2 separate regions of the Xenopus laevis genome follow, and region 2 is linked to region 1. Evidence: chromatin contacts called from public Hi-C data. All regions are on one chromosome and are shown on one strand. The core of a region is the stretch at or near the end of the contact, and the rest is flanking DNA. Distances in the headings are between cores, read along the strand shown.

Evidence for each region. A called contact is a pair of places that touch in the nucleus more often than the background predicts.
Region 2: a Hi-C map of the XL177 cell line shows a contact between it and region 1, with 4 times the contacts expected there. The contact joins two enhancer-like sites.

The regions. Positions count from the first base shown.
Region 1 is chr3S:44,977,870-44,980,747 of Xenopus_laevis_v10.1, forward strand. No RefSeq gene overlaps it. Among protein-coding and RNA genes, the nearest start is that of LOC108712848, 32 kb to the left of the region's middle. Within about 2 kb of position 1,477, at least 1 of the 7 cell types and tissues checked has an H3K27ac peak or open chromatin away from gene starts, as enhancers often do.
Region 2 is chr3S:45,208,964-45,211,841 of Xenopus_laevis_v10.1, forward strand. All of the region lies in intron 1 of LOC108712850 (a long non-coding RNA gene), which reads right to left. Among protein-coding and RNA genes, the nearest start is that of LOC108712850, 3.6 kb to the right of the region's middle. Within about 2 kb of position 1,433, at least 4 of the 7 cell types and tissues checked have an H3K27ac peak or open chromatin away from gene starts, as enhancers often do.

The DNA of each region.
Region 1 (2,878 bases), core at 227-2,726:
TAACAGGAAGAAGTGTGGAAGCAAAAGACATAACTCTGTCCCTGAATTGGCTCATGTGACCTAACATATTTGGCTTGTTTGAGTGCACAGTTAATTGTAGTATCCCAGGGGTCAGCCTTTATTTCTTAAAATGGTGGTTTTCTATTTATGATTACCCAATGGCTCATACTACTAAAAAAAGTATATTATTATGAAAATTGTTTATTTACATGTTTTATGCACTATAGTTTTATAGATAATTACATTGTTCAGGGGTATAGTTTTACTTTAAGGACATTTTTTAAGAACTATAGTAGGAAGTGTGTATCGATGTGTCATCAGTGAGGCTCATACACATGAGCAGAAGCAACTTGTTCAGATATTTTTACCCAAAATGCAGTTCAATTTCAAGTTTAATTCCATACATGATTTTATTATTCCATTTGAACTGTTTTCAGGACGAGTTTTGGAGTAGGCCAAAGACTGACCCCAGCATTACACTTCAGAGGGAAAATACAATTGATAGATTTTATTATTTAACACTTGTTAGATACTCTACTATACAATAGCGCTGGGTGAATTTATTTGCCAGGCGTGAATTAGCGGCAAATTAAATTTTTTTATGCCAACGACAATTCCGACACCATTTTTCGCAGTTTCTGGAAAAATTCGCCCATCACTAGTATACAAACATCCAGTATGTCTGACCACCTTTGCATCAGCTGTTGTTAAACTGCAGCTTTGAGCTTCCAATGAATAAATTCAAAGACTGACCTAGAGATGACAAGAGTGTCCGTTCAGCATCTCTGAATTATACATCTTATTCTCACATATAAATTGTGACTTCTTCACTTTGGCTTTGATGAATGTACTAAATGCATACATTATATTGTAGGTGATTCTTTTTTATAAAGGGATGGTCTAATACCCACCCAAGTTTTTCTTTCAATGTGTACTGTACAGGCAGTTTAAAGCCTTCCAGAGTCCTAGGCCTTGTTCTAATTAGAAGCACTTGATGAAAGGAGACTGAAGAAGAATAAGAGTGAGCAATTGTGTAGAATATCAAGGTTTTTGGTCATTTGGATGTCTGGAGGAAGTGTGGGAAAAGGAGCTAAGGCCATAGGGTATACGCTTTAAGGGATTAAGAGGTACAAATTGGATGGGAGGGGACACAGCAATTGACCACATGCATTAGAAGGCAAGTTCCCATGAGAGGAAAGGCTCAAGCTGTCCATGTTTAAGTAGATGCTATGCCTGGCCTCACTTTTAATCCCTTGTGACCTGTGGGCAAGAAGCAGAAAAAGAGTTTGACAAATTCTCATGTAAAAAGATGGCATACTCCCCCAGGCCTCCATACTGAGCTGTAAGAGGATGAGATGGGAGGGAGGCAAGGGCTTTAATCCTATAGTTAATAAGCAGGCAGGTGGGCTTAGATCATGCTCAATCCATTGAATGGCCTACCACAGAGCTACTTAAACCGAGAAGACCTACTCAGATCACTTGGTCCTTGGTTAAAACAAGAGCCTCACTGTCTGAGAGCAAAGTAGGAGCAGTGTGACTGTGTGCGTGTGTGTGTATGTGTGCTTGTGCAAGTGTGTGTGAAAGCTCCTTAGGCACAAGCTCTGTACATTCTAATCAGATTAAGCACACCAGTCACTTACACCCCCTGAATAGGACACAAGGCCTCTAATCAGTACCTGCCATTGAAGTTCAGAGCAGGGTGAAATAACGCAACAGGAATTGGAAGAAGCCATGGTGGATAAATTGGCCCTTTGTGGGGAGAAAGCGAGGGTAACACCCGACATATCCCCCCCCCCGACACCCTGCTAGCTCTGTTCCGGCTCTGTTCCTTGGCATTTTATCAGTTTGCTGCCATATTGTTTGCTTGAGTGGAGACAGTAGGTCTGGTTCACAATAACACAGCTCTGTCCCTATTCATGTGATAATGCTGGAAAGAGAGAATTCAGTTTGGTGTCTTGGTCTGAAGTGCTTTGCAGATCATACCCAATATCAATACTAAGCACCAGCAAACAGGCCAGGGAAAGGATCATATGGGAAAATGTAATATGTTTCCTTTGCGCTAAAAAAGTAAGAAAATGTTAGCGACCATGTTTGCGTCCTTTTTGACTGATTTCAGACCTCAACGAGGTTGTGTGCACTTGTGCAGTGTATGTAAAGTGGCTTTTTCCACAAAATATTTAACAAAACTCCAGAGCAGGTGTTGACGCTAACCTTTGCTTAGTGATAATGATCGATGTAATATTCGCCCGCGAAGGACTTTACATTGCGAGCAATGCTAAAGATTCGCAAAGATTTCATTCAATTTAAAGGCACATTTAGACTTGTGGTCACTTCTAGGGAGGATTTGCTTTAAATATGAACTTGACATGTGACCCCTGTGCCATGAATGTAGCCTTACTAGTATAGCTTTTCTCTTTCAGTAGGGATTTTACCACCATTGTCAACACTGTTTCCTTCAGATCAGTGAGATCTAGTTATCTCTATTAGTTTATGTAAAGTATAGTGAGTTTTCATACCAATGGTAGATCCACAGTGGGGCTGATTTCATAACAAAGGTGCTAAATTGCACAAGTGCAGTTACCCATAGTAACTAATCAGCAAATAGCTTTCACCAGACTGCAAGAAAAAGGAAATGAAAGCAAATAGCTATGGAAAAAAACCTTGGACTGCTGTGCTGATGAGTCCCTTTGAGAGCAAAGCCAGTCTGTATTTGGAAGTGGATCAGAATAACAGCATTGACTGTATAACCCAGAGGGTGAGCTTTAGCCTGTAGGGTAAATTCCATTGGAATTATGAGAGTCATTCTGGGTCTCTTCTAGAAATTTTTTTCTGCTAAACTAAAATGCTTGATGCTTGATAAAGGGGCGTGGGCGTTGCA
Region 2 (2,878 bases), core at 183-2,682, 230 kb after region 1:
AGTAGATTGCTCTGCTTCTGGGTTATGATAAATATAAATAAGTCTGAGTCGTTTGGCTGCTAAAACTGGTGTTCCATATTTATCAAATAGCATCACAGTAGGGTGATAATGAAATAAAAATACTTTTCCCTTATAATTGCTCCAGCGTTTCCTTGATAAATATAGTCCTAATATATTGGATATCTGCTGTTATTGCCCTTAAATATAAAATAAAATGTGTGTGTCTGGCAGGCTGCATAGCCAGGCACGAGCAGACATCACAAGTGCAGTCTCTTTTACTTGTTACAAATGTGAACCTTGGTATTTAAGTGGCACTTGGGTAAGTGTCACCCCGATACTGAAGATATTACATTTTATGATTTTATGCGAATAGAATTAATTGTGAAATAAAAATGGATTAATTATGATAATTAAGATAATAGCTCTTAATGTGCCCTAGTGAATAGATGATGCTGTTAATATTATCAATGATTGCCCTATTAAATATCTTATTAGTAATAATGCTGATAAATCGTATTCGTCCTGGCAAAAAAAAGCAAAGAAGGTTAAAAAGAATAATAATGCTATTGTTATGAAGGAGTATAGTGCAAGTTGTGTACTAAGTAACAAACAGTAAAGCAGTTTTCAGTGCCATCAGAATATGGAAATGAGTACACGCTGTGTGCCAATCCCAGACAGAAAAGTGGATCCCAGGGCTAATTCCCCCCACCCGTTGGTGATGGTACAAGCCTGAGTTGCGCTCTACTCACAATACAGTGGGCAGTTGCTGCAATGGGGAGGCCTCACGCCCACACTGAACTTCAGGTAGAGATTTATGTGGAAGAGACGGACAGGAGCACGGGTGTGGGTGTGGGGGCCATTGGCCTTGGCAAACTCCACGCGGGCCAGTTGGCCATGGCGACAGAGAGCAGATTCCATCACGTTCCAGTGATATGATGATCAGACTGTAAATCCAGCAACAATAATCCTTCCGCATGTGGCAAACGTGCTGTTGACAGGCAAGTTCCGGCGGCTGCGCTAGCCCTGGCCTATAGCTAGAACAAGAAGGTGCCATTGTTCCTATGGGGGGGGGCATGATCTCTCTCTCTCTGTCACTGGTACAGGCTCAGGCACTGCTGGATCCCACAAAGAGCGGACACTTACACGCAACGGGCATCTCCAGATCCGGGAGGCAGAAGGAGCAGCAGGCGAGATGCAGCGGTGAAATCTGATGATAGGAGGACTTCTCCGGACACGCAGGGGTCCCCATTTAAGGCGGGGGGCGATGGCTTCCAGTTGCACAGTGAGCTGCAGCTCCCAAGCATGACACCTGGCTGATCCGCTAGCCCTCTCAGCTTCTGACTCTATCCCCGGAGCTGCCAGTTGGAGCTCAGACCGCACTGACGTCACCGCAGCAGCAGCTCCCGCCCTCCAACCATGAGCCGAGCAGAGGTGGAGGGAAGCATCGTGGGCGGGGCAAGGAGAGAAGGGGGTGGAGAAACAGAGAGGATGGAGGGAGGATGCGGGCTACCCTCGTTTTCTGCACTTGCCTTTAGTCTTTAATTAACGCTCTGAAGGAATCTCAATTAAATCCCCACAATGCTGCATTCTCCAGGAGGCGTGCGCTGCACTTTTTAGCCTTTAACAGCCACGTGGTATTTCCTCTCCCACCCCCCATCCGTGTGACAGAGAGTGTGACATGTTTGGAGATCATACTTACACTGGCATATCCGCACCCCAAGACTTGTACGTGCCCCCAGACCAGGACAGCCGGGCCCTGTAGGCAACCGCAGTAATGCGCAACCGGGGACGCGTGTGCGTAATCGTGCGCAACCGAGGACGCACATGCGTAACCGTGCGTAACCGTGCGCAACCGGGGACGCGCGTGCGTAACCGTGCGCAACCGAGGACGCGCGTGCGTAACCGTGCGCAACAGAGGACGCACGTGTGCGCAGCCGAGTGCGGTTAAGCGCAAAGCACTTTGACTTCAGAGAGCGCACCCACTTGTCACTGAGGCAACACTTGCCGGACTAGGGGTAGGCTGCATGTGAGGTACTTGCCTGGTGCCCCCCAAGCTTTGCGCCCAAGGCAAGTGCCCCTTCTGCCCACCCCTGCCCCAGCCTATGGGATAGATTCGCCAACGTTACCCACGTCCAACTGTCAGCTCAGGGTTGAAGGCAGTGACATGATCTGATGGTATTTCTTGGCTCTTTAGCGCACTTGGAGATGCCAATCACGTTACACACAACATATTACTAACCGAGATAAATGGCCAGTGCTGGTTATATTAGCCTGCGAATGTCAATGGGCAGAGATTATGGCAGAAGTAGCCCCGAGTCCATGTACCTACACAATGCACCCTGGGCCCAGGCTGGAACGTGTTGTTGTATTGTTCAGTGTTATTATCCCTTCCCTCGCTTCATCCCATTCAACTGTACGCGCCGCTCTCCAAATGCTGAAAGTGAGGGGCAGACAGACTTAGCGCTATCCTGTTAGCTCTGCAATGGGCTACGGCACCTCTGAATGATCCCATAATACCATTAGGGCTATAGAAGTGCCGTGCCGCGGGGGATCCGGCTAAAGGAATGCAGAGCAATTTGGAAGTTTCTTTGATGATTGTTCCCCAAAGAAAGGAATCCCCCTGCGCCGAGGCTGATCTGCTGAGGGCAGCCGGGGCTGATCTGCTGAGGGCAGCCGGGGCGCTCAATCCGCTTGTCAGGCGCTACAGGCCGGCACGAGCAGCAGGGGAGCTACGGGCTAGTGAACTTGTCACGGGCTAGTGCGATCCATCAAACTGCTGCACCCAGACACACAGCAGGGCAAGGTCAGGGACAATCCCATTAACACTCCCAGGTCCGGCCCTAGCAACCAAACAGCACTGCAGGAATCTCCCTTGTGT